Linked DNA regions of Mus musculus: regions 1, 2 and 3 are each linked to region 4. Evidence: chromatin contacts called from public HiChIP or PLAC-seq, Micro-C and promoter capture Hi-C data. All regions are on one chromosome and are shown on one strand. Each heading gives the region's core, a stretch centred on a gene start, on an enhancer-like site or on the middle of the called end of the contact. The rest is flanking DNA. Distances are from core to core; before and after follow the strand shown. Region 1 overlaps Frmd5 (FERM domain containing 5). Region 2 overlaps Frmd5 (FERM domain containing 5). Region 3 overlaps Frmd5 (FERM domain containing 5). Region 4 holds the start of Golm2 (golgi membrane protein 2).

Region 1 (2,929 bases), core at 262-2,761, 250 kb before region 4:
CCCCACAAGACAGAATCTCAACACTTAACCTAGGCTGTCCTACAACTCATCCTATAGACCAGGCTGGCCATGAACTCACAGAGATCCACCAGCCTCTGTATCCTGAGTACTGAGATTAAAGGTGTGTTTACCACATCTGGTGGGAGCACTGTACTCTTTTTTATTTTTTTATTTTTATTTTTATTTTTTGCACATTGTATTCTTAAGACTTTTTAAAGATGTATTTATTTTATATATTTGAGTTCAGTGTTGCTGTCTTCAGACACACCAGAAGAGGGCATCGGATCCCACTATAGATGACCTACCATGATGGTTGCTGTGATTTGAACTCAGGACACCCGGCGGAGTCATCTCTTTAGCCCTCTAAGATGTGTTTTCAAACAGTCTCTTATCAGCATGGCAGAACACATTTAGTGGTACCTTATACAATAAACAATGGCAACAACAAAACAAACACTTCTACCTAATTACTAATTCAGTTGCCAGTTTTCTTTGATTCCCAGTAAATTCCCTGAGCTTCCTTGTTCCAGGAGCGAGTCGAGTCACCGTCTCGCCTCCCTCTCTCACCGCTCTTTCTGAGACACTTGGTGCTTGTCTCATCTGTTCCTCCCCTGTCACTGAAGAAACTACACACTAGTCACTGTTGTGAGTCTGTCCTACAGATGGAGAGGCTGTGGGTCCAAGAGGCCCAGCAGGTGCCATCTGTGAAACCATTCTGATTATTTGTGAAGTGTATCTAAGAGGATTTCAATTCTGTCTTTCAGGTTTCTCTTAGCTCTGTTAATGACTCGGTGTATGGTCCTTTTTTCTTAATTAAAAGTCATTAACCTGTCTTGACAAAGAATGGTGCACTTGAGTCCACACTGGGACCCAGACTCTCAGAAAACCCACTCATGTGGCTGGATTGATGGATAACAAGGCAAAGGAATGGCGGAATGGTGCAGAATAGCCCTGCAGGCTGGCTTATGCCTGTGTGCTGGGCTTTATGATGGGCTGGGCTGGAGGTTAAAGGTCAGAAAAACTGAATTCAGGAAGGGTGGAAGCAATATCACTTGAAAAGCAGAATGGGAGTGGGGAAGAGAAAGGAGAAGCCATTTGCCCTGCCTCTGAGGCCAAAGCTTCTTTAAGGAGGGCTCATTGCCTGCATTCCACACTGGATTCCTAATGATACTACTGGTGCTGAAGCCGTCCCTCTTTCTGTGTGGTGGTCTCTGTCACTATAGTTACCAGAATAACAGGTTCCATAGGAACTGACACATTCTGGTTTTCTACTCTGTGCTGCTTCTAGCCATTGCTTCATTCCACACCACACCTGGCATGCCAGCAACAGTGACTGTCAGCTCCTCTACCCATAATCCCAACACAAAAGAGCCCCGCTGACCTCCACACAAGCCCAGTCTTGCCCCACCCCACCCCAATTACTGTGCTTTCTCACTAGAGGTTATGAGCAACAGCCAGTGACTATGAGAAGTCTCGCTCCTTGGGCCTCAGAGCCTCCTGCCTCCATTCCCCTGAACAGAACCATCTGCTACCCACAGGCTCGCCACACAACATCTTTGATGAGTCACAGTTAATGACAAGTTCAATGTGAGTACTGCCAGAATGATAAATTTAACTCTACTCAAATATTCATCACAGACTAAAGAAAGAGTCTTTTAGTTTTCAAAATTGAAATATTTTAAGCTTTAGAAAACTGCTTGCCTTTAAAAAGAAACCAAACACAGTCCCGGTAGTTCCAAAAACATCAAATGGAACTGAGGCAGTCGGCAAAGCTGACATCATGCGCTCGGAAATAATTGCAATTGATCGGAACAGTTGATAGAGAAGACTTGGTAAATAGAGTAGTGAACGCCGTGGGAAAAAGACACAGAAGCCGGCTCCAGGGGGCAGGCAGGCAACTGTTGGGTCATGTGACTATTGGGACCCTTTCCAGGTTGTGTGGTTTAGGCTCACTTGGGGGAGCCTTTCTTATTTCACGTGTTTGTCACTTAACAGATTATTTTCTGTGTCAAGATTCACCATATTTCCCTCACCTGGACATCTTGTTAGTTAAAGGACTAGCGAATACAGTAAGTGGACAGGGCCGATGTTCTCTTGCCTTTTAATGGGTTTATTGTGTGGCCTATGGAGAAATGGGGACCTGCGTTCCTGCTCACAAAACTTCCTTTATGAAATTAATTTTAAAATCTGACAGTATAATGGAAACCAACAGCTCTCCTTAAAATGATTTTATAATCGTTAAAAGATAAATAAGAAATAGCTTGGTGACAATGGAAATCAGAAAATAAATGAATGCAAATAGGTCCTTTTTCTGATGTCAGGCTGAGTAGCAAAATTAGATAAATTCTCATTTTATTTGCACCAAAAAATAAAAATAAAAAATAAAAAAAATCAAACAACTCCCAAGCCCTAACCTGCAGAGAAATGTGCTTTTCAAAGCATTTATGGGGTCGGGGAGAGTGCTCAGTCGTCAAAACACTAGCCATGTAAGCCAGGTGACCCGAGTTAAACCTTGGAGCTCGAATTCAATGCATAAATCCTATAGTTTGTAATCCCAGAACTACTCAGGCAATGGGAGGCAGAGACAGGGCGATCCCCAGGAGCCTGCTGGACAGCTTGGGTTTGAGGCAGTGACTGAAAGGCTAAAGGCACCACCGTAACAAGCTGAAGGTGAGAACTGACGCCCGGATGGCCTTCTGACTTCCACACTGTGCTATGGTACATGCTTATCCGTGCCTCCCCACCCTGCACTCATAAAAATTAAAGGCATTTGTGGATGTAATTTTTATTGTAGCCATAGATTAAGATAGATGTCTAATTATTCCAGGACTAAGGAGACAGATGCAAGAGGAGAATCTATTCAAGTTCAAGGCGAGCTTGGGCTACATGGTGAATTCCAGGCCAGTCAGGTCTACACAACGAGACTCAA
Region 2 (2,793 bases), core at 81-2,580, 220 kb before region 4:
ACTACTAGGGAGGATTGCTTAAGCCTAGAAGTGCACAATCAGACTGACTGGCAACATTCCAAGACCATGTATCTTTTTTTTTTTAAGATTTATTTATGTTATGTATATGAGTACAATGTTGCTGTCCTCAGACACACCAGAAGAGAGAGTTGGATTCCATTACAGATGGTTGTGAGCCACCATGTGGTTATTGGGACTTGAACTCAGGACCTCTGGAAGAGCAGTCAGTGCTCTTAACCACTGATCCATCTCTCCAGCCCGACCCTGTATCTTTTTAAAGCAAATAAATAAATAAATAAATAAATAAATAAATAAATAAATAAATAAATAAATAAATAGTCCTAGACAGGAAAGGAATTAGTTAACTAATCAATGAAAACACGGAAGTGACTGACAGTGGCAAAAAGTAGTCTCAGAGGAAGTGATGACACCAGAGTAAAGGACATGGGGCTGGAAACAGATCTAGGGTTAGACTTAGAGGGATGGTGGCATATTCCCCAGGCACAGGAGGAATGCTAGCTCAGGGTCACGCTTTCTGATGAGAAGGCAAGTGCTGTTCACAGTCCTCAGGATGAGTCTCCCCACCAGGAAACAAAACTCCAGTTCTCAATATCTGCACCATTTTAAAGGCTGGCACACGAGTATTAGTCTGATATGCTCTTCTCATTCCTCTGTACATTTATAACCAACAGAAATGGAGGCCTCAGTGGCCGACACATATTTAGATAACAGAGTGATCCTTCTGACTTCTAAGGTCACGTTTTACAGTCTGTGTTTATGGGGGCTTTGCAGCCTCAGACCACTGTGAACAGCAGAAACTGCTGGTACTTCGGGGTATAAGCAAGCTCAATGGGCCAAGTCCTCATCAGTATCTCGCCTGCAGATGCTCCATAACTGTAGACTATGGAGACCTGGAAGCCAAAGCCCAAGCGGCATAAACAAGTTCAAGGCTAAGACATTCTGCCAGAGAAAAAGATGTTTAAGGAAACACATTTTAGTCTGTGAGAAAATGAGGTGGCAATTTCTGGCTGACCTTCAGTGACTGTTACATATGGTATGCTGATTAGCCTTTATATGCACTTACTAAAGACTGAAAGGATAAAAGCCAATTTTAATGGCAACGAGGTGGGTCTAAACTTTTCTTTTTTAAAGACACTGACTTGCTACTTAACTGTAGATGGCCTGAAACTTGCTATTTAGACCAGGCTGGCCTCTGTTTTCTTAGAGATCACTTAAGTTAGAAGTTAGAGACCGTACTGTCAGAAGGGCAAGCCCTTCACAGCCTCCCACCCTAAAAAGCTGATTGGCCCTGTACTGCGGAGCCGGTCCTCACCCCCTCCCTCTGTTTCCCGCCTGTCATCCAAGAATGCGGAAGAAAATCAACATACTCTCCTTCAGTGTTATTCATAATAAAGTGCCTTTCAAATTTGTACAAACAGTCTTCGCCAGGGTTCCAAGGCCCTAAAAAGACCTCTAGTAGCTAGTAAGTAGCTGACTACTTGGTATTCAGTAAAAATTTCATCAAGGAAATTACCTATTCAGTACTAATTAACATTATAAAAGATGGAGCCAACAGCTCAGGGCTAGTCTGCTAGATGTTTACTAAGACAGTAAGGACAGTCTTATCCAGATACGGGTTTTCCATAAAAATAATTAAGATATACCACTGGAGACAGGTTTCTTCATTAGGCCCTTAAAATTCAGGCAGAACTATAGGGCATAAATAAATTTTATGCCTCGACCCAGCCTTTTCTTTTTTATATTAACAACTGCCTAGCCCCCGCTCTTCTCTTCCAGGTTTCCAAGATGCCTTTCCAGACTAGAACCCAGGCATGTGAGCCGCTGGCCGGCCACAACACCCTAGTGCTGGGACTAACGGTGTGAGCCACCATGCCTGGCTGCATATGAACTAATGTTAAAATAAACTTCCCAGGCTGGCAAAATGGCTGAGAAGGTAAAGGCACTTGGTACCACTGCTAATGATATTCATTCAATCCTCAGAACCCATGTGGAAGCCAGGTGTGGTGGCGCACGCCTTTAATCCCAGCACTTGGGAGGCAGAGGCAGGCAGATTTCTGAGTTCGAGGCCAGCCTGGTCTACAAAGTGAGTTTCAGGGCAGCCAGGACTACACAGAGAAACCCTGTCTCGAAAAACCAAAAGAAAAAAAAAAAAAGAACCCATGTGCAGAGGTATTCTATGATTGCCACATGCGTGATGTGACATTCAAGTACTCGTGTGTGGCACGCATGCACACAAGTACATAACACACACACACACACACACACACACACACATACACACAGAGTAATATTTTCTTCCTGGATATCCAGAAATATAGAATCATGACTTATCTACCAGGAATAGTTTATGTTTTGAAAACGGGCAAGGGAAGACAGACTGTGTGTCCTGTCAAGGTCTCTTTGCCAGAGTAAAGATACTGTACGATTTTTTTTATCATTATGGAGTTTTATCTTACTCTAAAGCTGCCAATTATTTTTGAGCACTGCACTTAGATAGCTGTTTGCTTTGTGCATCAAGCATCCTCTCTCCCTGGCCCTCTCCAGTTAAAGGGCATTAGATTTCAGACTGGGGCTCTAATGAAGAAGAAAGGCTGCAGAAAAATTTTCCTTCCAGGCAAGCTGTGATGGGGACTGCAGTGGCTTTGACATCTGCGGCTCCCACAGAGCCAGTGGCTCCCAGAGTGCCAGTGCACTCATTGAAATGAGCCCCAAAGGAAACTGTGGTGGCTTTGATATCTGTGGCTCCCACATCACCACTGCATCCACACAGAT
Region 3 (2,775 bases), core at 30-2,529, 200 kb before region 4:
GAATGTCAGGCTTCCAATTTTTTTTCCAATTCTTTTTCTCACATAGATCAATAAAACTTTTTGTTTAAAACAAGCATGGTGGTACACACCTTGGGAAGTGGGGACAAGAGGAGGAGAGTAAGGCCCCTTGGCTACATAGAGAGTAAGAGGCCAGCCTGGGCTATGTGAGACTATTTTTAAAAAGCCTTTGCTCTTGAAATCCCAAGTTAGCACTCTCCACTTGTCTTCCGTCCGTGAGTCTTACTGCTGCAGGGTCTGTACAGGGAAACACTAGCACAGGAAGGCTGGTCTTTGAGGGGGGTGACAAGAGCTGATGCAAACCACACGCGGAATGTGTCTGTCACTGTTTTGTCCCAGGCTGGGCTTTATTTCATCCAATCTGGAAAGTTCTAGAGTCGATATTAACATAGCTAGTGTATCCAACTGACATCTGCCTTGTGCTTACTGATGCCGATCTAGCGCCATCAGAGATGCTCTGGGGAAGACAACCCCAGGTATTTTAAAGGGATCAGAATGATTATTATTTTTTAATAGTCAGAAAGGCTAGTCAAAAATATTTTTACAGCCCATTAAATAAAAAAAGAATAAAATCCTTGACACATTTAACACTAAATGCTGACTTGATAGTATTTTCTGCCTTCTAAATATTTTCAATTATCATTATGATTCCTTTGAATTTATATATTTTGGGCAAAACAATGATCTAAATAAGAATTTTTATGAGTCTTATTTTCAAGTAATTTTTATTTGTTTTTGTTTTATGTGCATTGGTTGTTTTGCATTTTTTTATGTATGTCTGAGTGAGGCTGTCAGATTATGAAGTTACAGATCATTGTGAGCTGGGAATTGAACCCGGATCCTGTGGAATCGCAGCCAGTGCTCTTAACCACTGAGCCAACTCCCTAGCACTCCCTCCAGCCCCAGCCCCAGCCCCAGCCCCAGCCCCAGCCCCAGCCCCAGGTTGGTTGCTGTTTGTCTGTTTGTTTTTGCTCTTTCAAGACAGGATGTCTTTGTGTAGCCCTGGCAGTCCTGGAACTCACTATATAGACTAGGCTGGCTTTGAACTCACGTGTTCCACCTACCTCTCCCTCCTGAATTCTGGAATTAAAGGCATGGGCCACCATTGCCTGGCTTGAAAGAGTCCTTTAACATAGAAAAAAAAAAAAAAACCCAAAAACCCAACAACAAACACTAATGGCTGTGTCTACCACCATGTGCTAAGGTAAGTGAGCTAACATTTGCTCAGTGCTGCTGGCTGCTACTCTTGCTTTGTACAGCAGCAGCTTGGGTCTACTGCCCTCAGCTGACTGATGAAAACCAGGGCCACTGAGAAGCTATGTGTCTTCATTTGTGTGACAAACAGGGGCTTGCGAAGTTAAGTGTTCTGGGATGTGGCTTGGTAATAATAACAGAGCTGACACAGGATGCTCCAGGCCCTCAGTCTGATGTCCTGGCATCACCACCAAGGAAGGAGAAAGAGAGAAAGGGGGAAGATCAGAGGAGGAGGAAGGAGGGGTCACTAGGTGCCAGTGAGGATAGGGAGGAAGACAGAGAGGAAGTTAGATAATGGGTGTTGAAGTACAGTTAAGTTCTTGTCTTTTGTACTCTACTGGTGTGACTACGGTTTATAAAAGCCTATTATGTATTTTATGAAGGGGAGAGAGAGAGAGAGAGAGAGAGAGAGAGAGAGAGAGAGAGAGAGAGAGAGAGAGAGAGAGTTTAAAGGCTCCAAACACAATGAAATGATGAGCAATAAATGCTAATTATACTGATTTGATAATTATACATTGTACACATGTACTGAATTATCTCTGTACCCCACAAATATGTACAATTACTATGTCAATTAAAGAGAAAAAATTTTTAAAATCACCACATAAAATACCCTAAGTATAAAAAGCCCCAGAATTAGAAGCATGCATTCTTTTGTTTTGTTTTGTTTTGTTTTGTTTATGTTAACAGAATATTCTACACACTAATTAGCTCATGACCTAATTAGTGTTCCACATGTAAACATGAACTATTGTTGGCTTTGAAATAAAATCTGGTATGGAAGGATCAATGGAAGAATTACACAGAGCTAGGAGCGTCTGAGGAAATTAGAAGACATTGCCTGTGTCTGGAGCAGAGAATGCAAATGAAGGCAGATGCCCCCCTCCTCCCCAGGTGAGGGCCTAATAGTCTGGAGGGCTACTGTGGTGAGTGCCCTTTACAGCCTTTCTCAGAGTCAGAGAGGTGTGGCTTTCTCTGTTAAACAGGATAGGTTCTGGGCTACAGCCCCTAAAAGCACCTGTTCTCACCAGCCTTGGCCACAGGGACTCCAGCAGCAACCATGGTCAGAACCATTCCTTATTTCCCTCCCCCCTTTGATTTCACTTAGTGTGTTACATCTTAATCAAAAACTGTCCCATGGAAAGTCTTCCTTTCCATCCTGATATCTGTCTCCTTTCTACCCTGATATTTCTAGAATTTAAAATTACATCGGAGGGGCTAGAGAGATAGCTCAGTGGTTAAAAGCACTTGCAGCTCTTCCAGAGGACGCAGGTTTGATTCCCAGCACCCACATAGTGGGCTTTTAACTCCACCTCCAGGGAATCTGATGTCTTCTGGTCCCCACTGGCACGAGCATGCACAGAATGCACATAAACTCATGTGGGCACACACATAAACATAATTAAAACTTATAAATAGAAAACTTTAAAATTGCATTTGATTATTATTATATCATTATATATTACCAAATTTGTCATAATCTAGCAAGGGTTTTTTCTTCTC
Region 4 (2,724 bases), core at 52-2,551:
TTCAACTTTGATGTAAACCAGCTAGTAAATTCTGGTACGTTTATGTCGTTGTTGTTGTTTGTATAGTATAAAAAAGAGAAACATCCTTCTGTGAAGGTATTTTTTTTTTTTTGGAAGCAGATGAACTTTATTTTTGAAATGCACAGGACACATGGAACAATTTTTCACTGTTGTAAAATCTTCATGTCTCAGAACTATAGGCCGGTTTGAATAAACACTTAAGTTTGTGTTCTTGACCCGGAGTCTGAAAAATAACTACAAATCCATCCTCTGGTTACACAGGTGAAAACCAGTAACTTTTTATTGTTTGTTTAAACAACTACACAAGCAGCACGCAGAGGGAACGAGCAGGGGATTCTCTGTAGCACTGAACATGACGCTAAACGTAGAACAACACCTGCTACAAAGCAGAGAGAGGAACAGTATTACGAGTTCTGTTACTTGGCTTTAAGCCCAGTTCAGAAGATACAGGACTCTGACGTTTCCGCACATCTTTGTTTCCGGGCTTTCTCCTGTGTAAAGCGTTGTTGGGATAGGAGGGATGTAAAACTAGGCGTGCAGAAACAACTTGTAAGGGCTGCTATTGCTAATTCGGAATGTGTCAGCCGTCAGTAACGGCGCATTAGCTGCCATTCACCGAGGGCAGCTTCTGGGCTTTCTCCTCAGCTAAGTCGAGGGAAAAGCAGCAGAGCGTTTTAAAATAGGAGCACCGCATTTTGGAATTCTTCCTGTCCGTGACAGCAGTAACCTTGGAAACCAGGCTGCTAACACATCTCAATCGCAGAGCATCCTCAAGCTTAGCTTCTCTTGCTGTATTGTCTGGGCACCGCTATTCTGGGGGCTAATGTCAACTGTTTTTGTTTTTTTCCACCTCGGTGGCACAAACAACACCTAGCATAAAACCTTGCTAGACACCCATCAGGTCCCATCTTACCTAGAGCCTTCCCTACTTGGTGGCAGTCTCAGAATTGGTCCTGACAGAGGACACTCTGCCAAGGGGCCCGCTGATAGCAGGACCTCCCTAAACCTGGCCTCAGGGGACACCACCAGGTAACAGCACCACGCACACCCACCCAGGTACGCCGCGCGACCCCGACCCCGCGCCCCAGCCTCCAGAGAACCCTCGCGAGACAAGACCGCAAGGGGACGAGAAGAAGCCCACTATCTCGCGAGAAGAGGGGGCGTCGGCGGAAACGAGCTAATGCCCCCCTGGGCGCCCCGGCCCCAGCCGGTGGGCGTGGACCGAGGAAACCCGCCCCCTTCCGGCTCGCGTCCCCGCCCCCAGCCTTGAGGCATCGGGTCGCGAGTACCAGCGCCGGCTTCTCCCGCTTCCCTGCGGCGGGAGCCCGCTGGCCTTCGACTCTCGGAGGGGGCGCGGCGGGGGCGCAGAGGGGGCGGGGAGGACCCGCGACGCCCCGCCCCCCTCCGCGCTCTGGCGGCTCGGCCCGTCCCTTGGGGTCCGGGTCCCGAGGCCGCTGAGACAGCAGGCCGGCGCTGCCCGCAGGTGTCGGCGGCAGCGGCGGAGCCACCGGCCTCATGGTGGGTTTCGGGGCCAACCGGCGGGCCGGCCGCCTGCCGTCCTTCGTGCTGGTGGTGCTACTGGTAGTCATCGTCGTCCTTGCCTTCAACTACTGGAGCATCTCCTCCCGCCACGTTCTGCTTCAGGAGGAGGTGGCCGAGCTGCAGGGCCAGGTCCAGCGCACCGAGGTGGCCCGCGGGCGCTTGGAGAAGCGCAATTCGGACCTCTTGCTCTTGGTGGACACGCATAAGAAGCAGATCGACCAGAAGGAGGCCGATTACGGTCGCCTCAGCAGCCGGCTGCAGGCCAAGGAAGGCCTGGGGAAGAGATGCGAGGATGACAAGGTAAGGTCGAGCCCTTTCCTCGGCCCTCCTAGACTTTTTCTTTTCACTTCTGGGTGGGGTATTAATATTCGCCCGCCGGCGATTGCTGTATGCCGTCAGCGTGGTAGCCCTGGAAGCTCCCCAGACCCCCAGCAACCCTGTTTGTTGTCAGACTTTCCCGGTGTCAGCGCCACATTCTCTGTTCGCTTGCAGAGACTGTAAGTTCTGGTTCTCTAGAGTGGCCTATGTGTGGATACCACCTTTCCTCCAAGCTCAGCTGCTGAGCTGGCAGTGGTTATCATCTGGCCTGTGTGGCCGCCTTCGTTCCCGGCACACAGGCTGCCAGGTATATGTATGGGCATTGTCTCATCCACCTCCTGTGCAGACTGATCAATATTAATTTATTTCAGAATGCGGCCTTCTTCCCTTCTGGTGCTCAACATGTATTTGTCAACAGTATGGCTTTTTAGAAATCTCTATAAATTGATGTATTTTGCTAAGTAGATTTTTAAAAAATGAATTTTGTGTTGAAAGTGTTGTTATAGATGAGTCAGGAACCCGTATATGAGCCACACTTGTGACTTGAGTGCGGTTAATCCATTATCTTCTCAATTTGAATTGTTAATGAAATTAGCCGAAATGGTAGAATCTAAAAATAAGTTCTTAGGAACAGAATCTTATGTCTGTCGTTATAATTCTTGAAAGAAAATAAAATTGTGTGTGCTTAAATAGCTCTTAGGGCTGCTGCTTAATGCAGATAGAAAATACAAAATTTTAAATTTAAAAATCTTAAGTCTGGACTATGATCATGTCCTACTTAATAGGATCTGTTTTCACTATTTTATTGACAGTTTATAACTTAGGCAACTTCAGTTGGTATAT

What was found. Promoter capture Hi-C pulls out the DNA fragments that hold promoters and counts their contacts. Hi-C and Micro-C count contacts between places; a contact is called where the count stands out from the background. HiChIP or PLAC-seq counts read pairs in DNA pulled down with a chosen protein or histone mark.
Region 1: an H3K27ac HiChIP or PLAC-seq map of epiblast stem cells shows a contact between it and region 4, with 2.1 times the contacts expected there. The contact joins the enhancer-like site here to the promoter of Golm2 in region 4. A contact is called at or near these places in 5 of 39 promoter capture datasets (the 3T3-L1 cell line, the C10 cell line, cranial neural crest and 2 more), 2 of 115 datasets of contacts at active chromatin or transcription factors (astrocytes and epiblast stem cells) and 1 of 9 other capture datasets (pancreatic islet).
Region 2: a Micro-C map of embryonic stem cells shows a contact between it and region 4, with 2.4 times the contacts expected there. The contact joins the enhancer-like site here to the promoter of Golm2 in region 4. A contact is called at or near these places in 4 of 39 promoter capture datasets (cranial neural crest, embryonic stem cells, frontonasal cranial neural crest and 1 more), 1 of 484 Hi-C or Micro-C datasets (embryonic stem cells) and 2 of 115 datasets of contacts at active chromatin or transcription factors (both in embryonic stem cells).
Region 3: a promoter capture Hi-C map of the HPC-7 cell line shows a contact between it and region 4. The contact joins the enhancer-like site here to the promoter of Golm2 in region 4. A contact is called at or near these places in 3 of 39 promoter capture datasets (the HPC-7 cell line, cranial neural crest and frontonasal cranial neural crest), 2 of 115 datasets of contacts at active chromatin or transcription factors (both in embryonic stem cells) and 4 of 9 other capture datasets (adipose tissue, embryonic stem cells, liver and 1 more).

Annotation. Positions count from the first base shown.
Region 1 is chr2:121,620,125-121,623,053 of GRCm38.p6, forward strand. The region is part of intron 1 of Frmd5 (FERM domain containing 5); the gene reads right to left. Among named protein-coding and RNA genes, the nearest start is that of Wdr76, 110 kb to the left of the region's middle. Within about 2 kb of position 1,512, at least 103 of the 459 cell types and tissues checked have an H3K27ac peak or open chromatin away from gene starts, as enhancers often do. A contact at or near this core is called in astrocytes, embryonic stem cells and epiblast stem cells, where this site is marked.
Region 2 is chr2:121,641,756-121,644,548 of GRCm38.p6, forward strand. All of the region lies in intron 1 of Frmd5 (FERM domain containing 5), which reads right to left. Among named protein-coding and RNA genes, the nearest start is that of Wdr76, 140 kb to the left of the region's middle. Within about 2 kb of position 1,331, at least 18 of the 459 cell types and tissues checked have an H3K27ac peak or open chromatin away from gene starts, as enhancers often do. A contact at or near this core is called in embryonic stem cells, where this site is marked.
Region 3 is chr2:121,663,147-121,665,921 of GRCm38.p6, forward strand. All of the region lies in intron 1 of Frmd5 (FERM domain containing 5), which reads right to left. Among named protein-coding and RNA genes, the nearest start is that of Frmd5, 140 kb to the right of the region's middle. Within about 2 kb of position 1,280, at least 10 of the 459 cell types and tissues checked have an H3K27ac peak or open chromatin away from gene starts, as enhancers often do. A contact at or near this core is called in the HPC-7 cell line, where this site is marked.
Region 4 is chr2:121,865,669-121,868,392 of GRCm38.p6, forward strand. Golm2 (golgi membrane protein 2) reads left to right here and starts at 1,302. Exons shown (of 10, transcript NM_001205369.1): 1 at 1,302-1,863. The coding sequence starts at 1,537.